Regions from separate parts of the Mus musculus genome. Here regions 2, 3 and 4 are each linked to region 1. The links are chromatin contacts, called in public HiChIP or PLAC-seq and promoter capture Hi-C maps. All regions are on one chromosome and are shown on one strand. Each heading gives the region's core, a stretch centred on a gene start, on an enhancer-like site or on the middle of the called end of the contact. The rest is flanking DNA. Distances are from core to core; before and after follow the strand shown. Region 1 holds the start of Pes1 (pescadillo ribosomal biogenesis factor 1). Region 2 holds the start of Dbnl (drebrin-like). Region 3 holds the start of Rhbdd3 (rhomboid domain containing 3). Region 4 holds the start of Gas2l1 (growth arrest-specific 2 like 1).

Region 1 (2,714 bases), core at 161-2,660:
TTATTTTAGTATAAATATATATTCAACATATGGAAATCACAGTTTCTTTTTTAAAGAGATAAATATGCTTACTGTATCAAGTATACAAAACCACTCTTATAAATACTGATAAAGAGAATGTTCATTCTTATTAAACTCATCTTTCAAAGTTACATTTCAGCTATACATGACTTTAAGCAGAAAACCAAGAATTTTTTTAACATTTTGAAGTAAAAGTAATAAAATTTAAAGGAAATTGATAAAAAAGTCATAAATTTTAACTTTTTTATAAACATGAAATTACCACCTTTAAGACTGACTTAAACCTATCATCAGATCTCATAAGTTTAAAAATTATCTTTATAGATGGAATGATATGTTTTAAATGTGCGCACAACTTTTATGTGTGTGTTGCAGATCTGAACTCCATATCCTTATGCTTGCATGTCAGGAATTCTGTCCACTGGGCCATCTCCTCAGTCCTGTTTTGTTTTCTTGGTTTTGTTGTTTTGAAACACTATCTCTAGCACAGGCTGGCCTGAAACTTGTGCTCTCCCAGCCTCAGACTCCTGTGTGCTGGGATTACAGGCACCACCATCATGCTATGCCTTCCATTATTTTTCTTTCTTTTCATTTTTGTTTTGTTTCGACAGTGCGTCACTCAATACCCTCGCTGTCCTGGAACTTAGCCTCGGACTCACAGAGATCCGTCCCTTCTGCCTCAACTCATTCCCCAAATATAAGCAGTTCCTTAGACCCTCTCCGTGTCCGTGGGAGGTCAAAGGTCGGCCTTTGCTCTATTTTATTCTAACTTGAACAAACTAGGTGCAGCTGAATCTAAGGTCAACAAGGCAAAATCTGGTCAGCTGGGTTTACAACGCCTAGCAACCGTTGCCATGACAATTGAACTCCCTTAAACTCACTGGCCTAGCATTACAAAAACTAGTAGCTTTAGGTTTAGTGAGCATTTCTGTTTTTGTTTGTTTGTTTGGTTGGTTTGGTTTTTAAAGAAAACATCAGCCAGGCGTGGTGACACACATCTTTAATCCCAGTACTCTGGAGGCAGAGGCAGGCGGATCTCTGGATTAGAGGCCAAACTACAGAGCTCTCTGAATCCCAGAAGGCTCCGGGCTGTCTGTCTCCCATCCCTTCAGTCCTGCTGTATCCCAAAATGCACTGGGGCTCGCGTGCTCAAACAACCGTGTCTAGGGTGCTTATAAAACTGCCTAAATTTCCATGTTGCTTTAAAGCTTGTCTATAGATTTTGGTAACTAAGAAAAGAACTGAAAGAACTACCACAATTGTTGAGCTTTAGAGAATTTGGTTGTAAATAACGAGGTCGCCAAAAGCACAACTTTCTCTGGATTTGTACAGGCATATTTTCAGACAGCCCTCAGCTGGCGGCGTGGGGTCCTTCAGGGCCCTAGGCAGGGCACGTGCGGGAGGAAGTAGCTCTGGTGTTCTGGCTGCCTTGAATTTCTCAACGTGGAGCTATGGGAGGTCTGGAGAAGAAGAAGGTGAGTGAGTTCCAGCGGAGGTCGGAGCTCCGGCTTTATCACTTTCCCTGGCCTCTGGGGACCGAGAAGTCTTGAGACGGCCGCCGGAGCGAACCTTCTGCACGTAGGCCCCTGGAAGCCGGGAAGAACTGTGACGGGCTTTCTGTGGAAGGAGTTGTGGAGACAGGCGGAGCCGCCAAAAGAGTGATCAGTGACCAACGGGACGTAGAATTCATTATCAAGACTTGGGACTTTCTTAATTGAGCCAGGCCCGGTCCTAGGTACTGGGAATTGAGAAGTAAGCAGTCAGATGCGGCCCCGCTTTCCCAGTGTCAACTTCAGATAAAGTGGCTAAGGGTTTTTAAGTGCGCTCCTGAGAAAGGGAGGGAGGGAGGAGCAGTAGAGTGGAGAGTATCAACAGGCGCTTAATCCGATTAGTGTTGTCTTGTAGGTCCTCTTCTGACGTAGCATTTTAGTGGAAATCAGTACTTAAAGAACACTTTAGTCTGGGGCATGAAAATGTTGGGAAGTGTGGATGGTCCCCAACCTTCCCCTAAGAGAATTCTCGGCACTCAGAGAAAGGAGAGACTAATATCAGCGTGCAGCTGTAGCTTCCAGCCGTCTCTTAGCCGTCTCTGTGTTTGATGGTTTATATGGGGTTAGGCGTTGTCACAATCTTATATTTTAGGATGACCCTTTTGTTCCTTTACAGGCTCTGGTTATGATAGTTTTATCTTTAGCAGATGGAACTTGCTATCCGTGTGATATTGGTGGTGCTCAATTCTCAAGGGAGAAAATGACCTTTTTTTTTTTTTTCTTTAGAAAAGGGGAAAGGGTGAGCAGGTTAAAAGCAGAAGTCAGTGCAGTTTTAGCTCTGTTGTCTCAGATTAGAGACAGTTTCTTCTTCCTATGCAACCTTGTTTCCCAAGTTTAAGCTTCTTAATCATAATTAATGTGAAAGCTTGCTGTTTTTCTTTTTTCATTCAGAAGTGCTTAGCAGAGAAAACAGAAGTGAATTCCACGGCCAGTAGGAAAGAGAGGCAGGTGGTGTGCAGGGTTTTGGACAGACAGTAGCATGGCTGTGAGATGTAAATAAGTGAGGTGCTGTCTAGGTGAGGCTGGGGCCGTATCATGTGAGGCTGGAACTTATTCTGAGTGGAGAAGACAAAGAAAGTAAGTGACTTGATCTGAGTTATTCTTGCTTCTGTAAGGAGACTGTGGGTATGAAGTAACTTTGGG
Region 2 (2,714 bases), core at 110-2,609, 1.8 Mb after region 1:
GTTTCTTCTTGTTTTTGTTTGTTTTCGGAACAGGGTTTCTCTGTATAGTTCTGGCTGTCCCTGGAACTCACCCTGTAGACCAGGCTGGCCTTAAACTCAGAAATCCAACTGCTTCTGCCTCCCAAATGCTGGGACTAAAGGCGTGCGCCACCACTGCCCAGCCAGAAGTTTCTTTTTTAATACTTTTTTGAGAGAGGGACTCACTTATAGCCAGTAATCCACTATGTAGACCAGGCTGGACTCAAACTCAGAGATCTATCTGCCTTTGCTTCCCAGGTTCAGGGATTGAAGTCATGTGCCACCACACCCATCTTATTTTTATATTGTGTGATTGTTTAAGTGCACCATGGCCATACCTAGTCCCAGCAGAGACTAGATGAGGGCTAGGGCTGGAGTTACAGAGGGTTGTGAGCTGCCACATAGGTGCTAGGAATCAATCCTGGATCCCCTGGAAGAGCAGTCAGTGCTCTTAACCACCAAGCCATCTCTCCAGCCCCTCCACCCCTTTTTTTGTCTTTGAGATAGGCTGGAACTCAACTATGTAGACCAGGCTTGCCTCTGCCTCCCCAGTGCTGAGATTAAATACACGAACAACACTTCCAGCCCCATTCTTGCAACATTTTAAATGTAACTTCGACCCCCACTGTTCTAGTTTCATTTCTGTTGCTGTGATAAAATGCCCTAGCTAAAAGCAGTTTAGAGAAGTAAGGGTTCGTTTTAGTTTACGACAACAGAGTATGGTCTCTCATAGGGACGTTCAGGCAACTGTCTGGAAATAGAAGTGAAGCACAAAGCAGGTTCTCTTCATTACCCCACTATCACATCAAATATTTCATTTTACTTTATTTAGAAGATCTAGGCAATGCCCAGGCCGGGCTAGAACTCAAGCTTCTGCCTCTGCCAGTTGCGCGCTAGGATCACAGGCTTGTACCTCTACGCCTAACACAGCAGATTCATGTTTTTTTCCTTTTCTTCTTTGGTTTTTCCAAACAGGGCTTCTCTGCCTAGCCCTCGCCATCCTGGAACTTGCGCTGTACACCGGGCTAGGCTGGGGTTGAAGGCGTAGCCATCATGTCCGACTATCAGATGAAATTTCCGAGGCGCCTGCGCGCATACAGCTTGCTCTTAAACAAAATACATTAACTAATGAGAGACGAACCAGCGTGAAGCTCTAAATCGAGCCCACGCCCTGCAGATGCGGACGAACGAGGACCTACGGGCAGGCCCGCCTCTCGTGGATCTTCATTCACCAGCACCCCGCCTCAACTTTACCCTCAGCCTAGCTCGCCTTCTCTCCACTTCCGCTTCCGGCCTCTTGGGCGCGGCTTCTGCACGTCAGAGGCGAGGCTTCCGGCCTCCGGGGCGGGGCTTCCGGCCGTCACTGGAGGCCGGCAGAAAGCTGAAGCTGCTGCATCGCGGGGACCGTGGGGCGTGCCATGGCGGTGAACCTGAGCCGGAACGGGCCGGCGCTGCAGGAGGCCTACGTGCGCGTAGTCACCGAGAAATCCCCGACCGACTGGTAGGCAGCAAGGCGGGGCCGGAGAGGCGCCAGAGCGGGAAGGTGGAGGTCGCGGCGTAGCCGTAGTATTGCAGGATCACCTGTCCACCTTCCTGAAGCCTAGCGAGATGCTACCCCACCCTCGCCACCGCCGTCCCCCCGGCGAGTACCCCCGGGCCTCTCCCCTGCCACCTAGTGGTCGGTCGGCTCTGCCCTGAAGATCTCTGCCTGGTTGTGCTTTCTGCTTTCCGCCAGGCTCTGCGTTTCTGGGACCTCACTGGACAAAGGGGTCCCGCGCAGTTCCCCAACTCCCTGGAAGGCGGAAACCACGTCTTCTAAACCCTGAGTTCAGGAAGAGACCTTGAAAGCGGCGTGAGCAGTGGGTTGAGGTCATGAGCTCACACAGGGCTCAGTCAAGGATGTCACAGGTCTGGGTCCCTGATTCTGGGACTGAAAATGGGATCCTGTCACCTGTTTGAGAAAAGGCTCCATCCTTCCTTCACCACCCCAGGAGCCATTACAGTACTGTGAACTAGATCTGAAGTTTCTGGAGTGGCCCTGCTGAGCCCTCTTAGGTTTCTGCTACATGCATACCAGTCTATAGTAATTCTCTTTCACTTTCCGTTTACTTAACATGCTTCCGTTAGCCAGTTTTTAGTGCTTCAGTTTCTCAGACATCTGATGAGTATGGCAGGTGGACAAATTCTGGGGAACACAAACTGGACTTTGGAGTTCTGGTGGGGCCACCACTACCCTGTGGTCAGCACTGAGGGGCGCTATACTGAGTTTGCCTGTGTTGAGTCTTCCCTGGAGACTTCCCCTATTGCAGAACTCTGGCCAATCATCTCTTCTGTTCTACTGTGTTGTCTCTCCTCTTTATCTTTTGGCCCTCTAGTCGTCTCAGAACCATCACTGTTTGGGGAATACCTCACAACCTAGCTAGCAGTGCCCTTCACCCATGCTTATAACTCTTCACTGACCTTGCTTGCTTTGCTTGCTTGCTTGCTTTTGAGACTGTGTAGCTCTGGCTGGCCTGGAACTCACTGTGTAGACCAGGTTGGCCACGATCTCACCTGTGTCTGTCTCCCGAGCACACATTGAGCCTCCTACTAGAATCATCTGCTCCACCTTGGTCTGACATTGTCCTGCCTCATCCACCCATTGTTCCTTCTGAGGGTGCAGATCTTGCTCTTTCCCCATACACTGTTCATCTGCC
Region 3 (2,714 bases), core at 62-2,561, 1.1 Mb after region 1:
TTAACTGTATTCTAAACTGCAGGTGAGGGCTAGGCTACACTTATTCTCTCGGTAAGGACCACAACATAACCATCACATTCTAGAGTTCCCGCCCTGGACTTTCAAAATCCGCTATGGGTCTCTTCCCCTGGCCTCAATAGGGCCAAGAAATAAATCAGCCGGCTAGCTTAACGAGCAGGCCTACAGAAACGTGGCGTGCCGAGGCTTTTCTGCCTCTCCTGGATCAAAGCTGCTAGAAATCTCTTTCTGGAAAAGAGTCTCCTCTCCGGATCCAGACGGACCTTGTTATACAACCGATCCCCCGCGCCGGTTGCTGAGAAAAGGACACTGGGAAGCCACTGCTTTTTGGGTAGGGAAGGAGGTGGAGTTAACTCATGATTAAATCGAAGCCTCTTGAGTGGGGAGCACGAAGATTTAGGGGAACCAACTAGGTCCTCCGAGGGGGCAGCTTGGTCGGGCCGGGCCAGGCCTGGGGGATAATGGGGCTCCCCTCTTAAGCCGGCGCCCCTCAGCTTACACATTCGCGACGGCTTTTTGTTTGTTTTTCTGAGTCCCTACACAGTAAACACTTGCCCTGGGGCTAGCGATGGGAGGAGACGTTCCACGGGAAACCGGCCACGGCTTCTCGAGCCGCCATCAGACACCTCGCTTCACGCGCCTTCGGGGTGATGGGCTCCAGGCCCAGCCGCGGTCCCCTTCGGGCCCTCGGAGGCCCTAGGCCCGGCCCACGTGGCGAGAGACCCGGAGCACCCGGCCCCGACAACCACCACACAAAGGAGGCCTGGACGGGCTCTGCACGCCTCAGCTACCGCGAGGCCCTCGCGCGCAACGCGGCCGCCAAAAGGTTCCAGAACCAGCCCGCCTAGTGGGGGAGGGGAAGGGAACGCGGATCCCCCACCCCCACCCCCGAGCTCGTCGGGCCGCGGCGGGAACTCCAACCCCTTTCGGCGACTTCACTCAGTCATCCCTGCCACCCCCAGAGACGAGCGCCTCCCAGTCTGGGTGTCCCAGCTGTCGCCGGCGGGACCGCGATCCCACTCCGCTTACCCGTGGACGCCATTTTCTCGCCTTCCTCCTCGTTCTCTCAACGTCCGTCTCCTTCTCGCGTTCCCCCTAGGCGCCGCACTGCGCAGGCGCGAAACCCGCAACCTCGGACGCTACCATCGGGCCAGGCCTCGGGGGTGGCCGAAGAGGAGCGAACCGGAGCTCTTCGGCTCTTCGCTCCCGAAACCGTTGACCCGATCCTCTCCCAAAGAGCCGGACGTGACGAGTGGTCTAAAAAAAAAAGGCGCCTCGGGGGCCAGCGCGCCAGTGAGCGAGGGTTACCCACGAACCCGAGAGCTCCTTGGCGCGAGGCGCGGTGGCTCGGAATGGTTACGCCCGCTGGCTCTAGGGACCGTCTCTGAAGAGTCTGCCCTGGAGGGAGACGGAGGCTGGCGGGAGGGCTGGGGGAAGGGATCCCGGCCGGCCTGAAACAACTGCTGACTAATCGGCGGGCGGGATCACGCGCCTCTGTGTGCGTGCAGCGGGTTTCGGGCACCGAGGGCTCGGCCTGGAACCGGCGGCCGGACTTACCGGGCGGGCCCCCCTGCTCGGTTTTCTAGGGTGGGTGGGGGTGGGAGGACATGCTCCCCAGGCCCCTGGACGCGTGGCCTGAGCGGGCGGGGGAGGGGACCGAGGGCCGTCGGCTTGGGAGGGAGGCCGGGAATGCCGCGCCCGACCCCAGTAACGGTCGGGGTTGAGAAGCCCTGTGATCGTCCTTCAACCCATCCCCTTGTTTCAACAGAAAACCCAGAACCCACGAAATTGAGTTCTTTCCTTAAAGTTACAAAGCTGAATGCGACCCAGACCCCGGGCCTCCCCTCTCTGTACACCGCCCGGAAGCTTCGCCACACTGTCCTTGCCTTCCCACTCTGTCCTCCTGGCTTCCCTGCAAGGTAGGCAGGGTGTGATATGCATAGCTCTGAGGTCTCTGACAAGGGCTCCAGAAAGACACTGAGGCGGATTGTTGGCGATTGGTGGGGTTTTTGGTTTTGCTTTTCTGAGAGTTACTGACACAGTGGACAGACACAGACAAACATTAGCATGGCGGGCGAGGACTCGGAAGAAACCAGGGTCCATGTGGGAGAAGTAGGCGTGTCGCACCCTTCTGAGGATGGGCGTGGCTTCAATGCCGGAGCTTCTGGCCCGGGGCAGGCAGGGAAGGGAGCTGGGAGCCCGATGTGTAGCCCCCCAGTTCCCCATTTTATGTAAAATCACCTTCAGGTGAGAGATCCAGGCGTCCGAGTCTGTTAGTTCGCCACTCATAGTGTCTCACTAGAGGCCGGTCGGAATCTGAAGGGGAGAAAGGCGTGTATTGTGTTCTAGGAGGAGCAGCTGGATTCATTATTGGATTCTTACAAGTTACGTTTTATTAATTGAAGATATGGTTGCAGGAGTGTTACGGCTTGCCTATGATGTATGAGGCCCTAGTTTCCATTCCTATCGCCAAGAAAGAGAAGAGACTGGTCCAGAGGACTCGAGGCCCAGTTCCCTATGTCCATGGACCTGTCCCCTAGTGCCCAGGGATGGAATGGTTGTAAGAAGGTGCAAGAGGAAGCTTCATTTTAGGTGACCCTGCCTCCAGGTAAGGGTGAAATCTGCCTGCTTTTCTGAACTTCAACCCAGTACCAAAAATAAAGGGTGGAGTTCACCCCAGCAGGACCTGGGACTAT
Region 4 (2,714 bases), core at 126-2,625, 1.1 Mb after region 1:
TCGAAGCTCCCGCTCGATCTCCTGCTCGAACTGTACCAGCCTCGGGGCAAGCAGGCCAAGGCGCGCCCCACGCCGGGCGACCTCCAGCAGGCAGAGCACCACACTCTTCTCGTTCTTGCGTAGCACCAGGTCCTCTGTCTCAAACATGAGCACTTCAGGCACGCCCAGCTCAGCCCGGCACCAGCCGATGAAAGAGGCCACGTTGTCTCGGGCCATGAAGGAGCCAGGCGCCACACTGTGTGCCTGGAAGGCCACACCTCGGGTTGGACGGGCAGCAGCCAGAGCCCGGGCAGCCTCGGTGACAGCGTTGGCATGTTGGCACAGGGTTGTGCCTGTGGCCAGCCCCGTGAGGAAGCCATCGCCACTGCCGGGGAGACCTAGACTGTACAAAGCATTGAGCCAATCGGCCAGGTCTTCCTTCATGGCTTCCACATAGGCCTCACTGGATCGGAAGGGTCGCACACTCTTGGCGGCAGAGCCTGCGATGCCCGCCACTGGGTTCGCCATGCCCAGAGCCAGTGGAGTCACTGTGGGGACATAGGTCAGGATTGCTGTGAAGACTCGAAAGGGTTCAGAATGGTCCACCTCTACCAGCCCGCCACTCAGGGGAGACGCTAAGTTTAAGAGCAAGCTGTGAACAAGCAAACGTAGCACCACATTGTTCTCACGGTGCCATGACCTGCTTTAAGGGACTCAGTAACATTTACACCATTGTAGTGTTTATGTTTGCTGTCTGGCTGGTCGGGAGAGGGTGGCTGGGGACAAGTTGGCACCCACGAGGAAGAAATGCCATTTAAAAACATGAAGACATGTGGGTAGGGAGGGACAGGAGAGGAGCCTCGCCCAGAACCACGGAGAGACTGTTTCCATTGCTCAGCCCATAACCTGCACGAAGTCCCGCCTTTCCCTTCTCCTCTCCGCTAAGGGCCGCGCCACAGGCTGAGCGGCGACCGCGTCTCCATTCTACAGATGAGGAAACTGAGGCGCAGTAAGGGCAGGCATTCGCCGAAGGTCGCAGAGCAGTGGGTGGAGGAATCGGGTCACCCAGGCAGGCCGGATTCCTGCTGCGAAAAGCCGCCCGAGCTGGTGCCTGAAAGGCCGGGACTCCGAACGGCCCCCGCGAGCCTCCGCAGTGCTCGAGGCCTGGTCCAGAGAGGGTGAGTGCCCAGTCAGGGTCACACAGCCCTGGGAAGCAGAGAGCCCGCACCGCCCGGCCCACCTCCAGGCACTCTGGCTAGGGCTCCTGGGGGTCCCCGCGCTCACCTGGCTCACCCCGCCGCCCCGGGGAGCATCGCCCCGGCGGGGCCGGAGCCGGGCCGCGCCGCCGCACACAGGCGTCGCCCGAGATCGCTGCTTCCAGGCGTCCGCTCTGCCCCGCCCCCCTGGAATTTGGATCCGGCCAGGAAGGGGCGGAGCTGCGCTCTTAAAGGGGCCGTGCCTTTCTCGGGCCTTAGGCCCTAAGGCATCACCCCCACCTCACCCCCCCTTTAACTCCGGGTCTGGGTCTTCCTAGGCGGGGTTCAGATCCTTTCAGCTGTCCTTCCCCCGTGACAGTGGCCTCCCCGGAAGCGATAGGGGCCGGGGACTGCAGAGTCACCTCCGTCCCGGGTGGACCTCTGCAAGTCAGATAACTGGGTGCTCTTCCTGCAGGACGGCCCAGGGATAGCTTAAGGTACAAGGACGATGAGGCTCAGGGATCGGAAGGTGGCTGCGGGTTAGGTTAAAAGAGGGGGTGTGGCAGGGGCAACTACACGCCTTAGGAGGAACCTGGAAGATCTAGGGAATCCTGCCCCCTACTGTCGCCCGAGAGAGGAGTGAGATGCTGGAGAGAGACTGGAAATCTTGTGGGGGTGTGTGGACTTAATTTTAACTCAGATCAAGGAAGGAGGCGACGGAGGAAGCTGAGAGTCATCTAGAGGGAAAGTTTTTCACACTGAGGAAGCCTATCTCAAAAAAAGGAAAGGAAGGAAGAAGGAAAGAAAAATGGGTAGGTTTGCAAGGCTGAAGTGGTGAAACATTAGGGCCTTGTGGACCATGCTTTTCAAAGGTCATGGAAGAGAGGTTTATTTGTTTGTTTTTTTTTAAAGATTTATTTATTATATGTAAGTTCACTGTAGCTGTCCTCAGATACTCCAGAAGAGGGCATCAGATTTTGTTACGGATGGTTGTGAGCCACCATGTGGTTGCTGGGATTTGAACTCCGGATCTTCGGAAGAGCAGTTGGTGCTCTTAACCACTGAGCCATCTCCCCAGCCCCCGGTTTATTTGTTAATTATTATTAAATTATTATTGTTGGAGTTTGTTGTGGTTTTGAGGCAGGATCTCACTATGTAGACCAGGCTGGCCTGGAACTCCCTATATAGACCAGGCTGGCCTCAAAAGTCATAGAGATCTGCCTGTCTCTGCCGCCTGAGTGCTGGGATTAAAGGAATGTTCCACCATGTCATTACTTTTACAGAGTTCTGCTATGTAGCCTGAGCTGGCTTTGAACTCATGGTGTGCTCTCTCTGTTGGGATCCCAGGCCTCTCTCTAAGGAGGAATTTAGGAGAGGCTGACGTAGCAGCCATAAGGGCTCCTGTAACTGCTGTTGTTGCAGCGTCAGGGTCAGGGTCAGGGAAGCCTCTGAGGGAGGCAAGTGGTTTAGGTTGAATGGGGAGAGGGGATGCTGGATCTTGACTGCCTGTTGAAAACTGATGATGTATGTTAGTGAGGT

The links. Promoter capture Hi-C pulls out the DNA fragments that hold promoters and counts their contacts. HiChIP or PLAC-seq counts read pairs in DNA pulled down with a chosen protein or histone mark.
Region 2: a promoter capture Hi-C map of liver shows a contact between it and region 1, with 10 times the contacts expected there. The contact joins the promoter of Dbnl here to the promoter of Pes1 in region 1. A contact is called at or near these places in 2 of 39 promoter capture datasets (liver and pre-B cells).
Region 3: a promoter capture Hi-C map of liver shows a contact between it and region 1, with 2.3 times the contacts expected there. The contact joins the promoter of Rhbdd3 here to the promoter of Pes1 in region 1. A contact is called at or near these places in 7 of 39 promoter capture datasets (the 3T3-L1 cell line, 3T3-L1-derived adipocytes, HPC-7-derived erythroid cells and 4 more), 4 of 115 datasets of contacts at active chromatin or transcription factors (cardiomyocytes, embryonic stem cells, microglia and 1 more) and 2 of 9 other capture datasets (liver and pancreatic islet).
Region 4: an H3K27ac HiChIP or PLAC-seq map of embryonic stem cells shows a contact between it and region 1, with 3 times the contacts expected there. The contact joins the promoter of Gas2l1 here to the promoter of Pes1 in region 1. A contact is called at or near these places in 2 of 39 promoter capture datasets (embryonic stem cells and liver) and 4 of 115 datasets of contacts at active chromatin or transcription factors (embryonic stem cells and pancreatic cancer cells).

The regions. Positions count from the first base shown.
Region 1 is chr11:3,962,565-3,965,278 of GRCm38.p6, forward strand. Pes1 (pescadillo ribosomal biogenesis factor 1) reads left to right here and starts at 1,411. Exons shown (of 15, transcript NM_022889.3): 1 at 1,411-1,496. The coding sequence starts at 1,473.
Region 2 is chr11:5,787,124-5,789,837 of GRCm38.p6, forward strand. It overlaps Dbnl (drebrin-like), which reads left to right and starts at 1,360. Exons shown (of 13, transcript NM_001146309.1): 1 at 1,360-1,519. The coding sequence starts at 1,437.
Region 3 is chr11:5,097,962-5,100,675 of GRCm38.p6, forward strand. It overlaps Rhbdd3 (rhomboid domain containing 3), which reads left to right and starts at 1,312. Exons shown (of 9, transcript NM_177370.4): 1 at 1,312-1,605; 2 at 1,787-1,937; 3 at 2,436-2,626. It overlaps Ewsr1 (Ewing sarcoma breakpoint region 1), which reads right to left and starts at 1,135. Exons shown (of 17, transcript NM_007968.4): 1 at 1,048-1,135. The coding sequence starts at 1,060.
Region 4 is chr11:5,063,952-5,066,665 of GRCm38.p6, forward strand. Gas2l1 (growth arrest-specific 2 like 1) reads right to left here and starts at 1,376. Exons shown (of 7, transcript NM_144560.3): 1 at 1,264-1,376; 2 at 886-1,143; 3 at 1-527. The coding sequence starts at 507.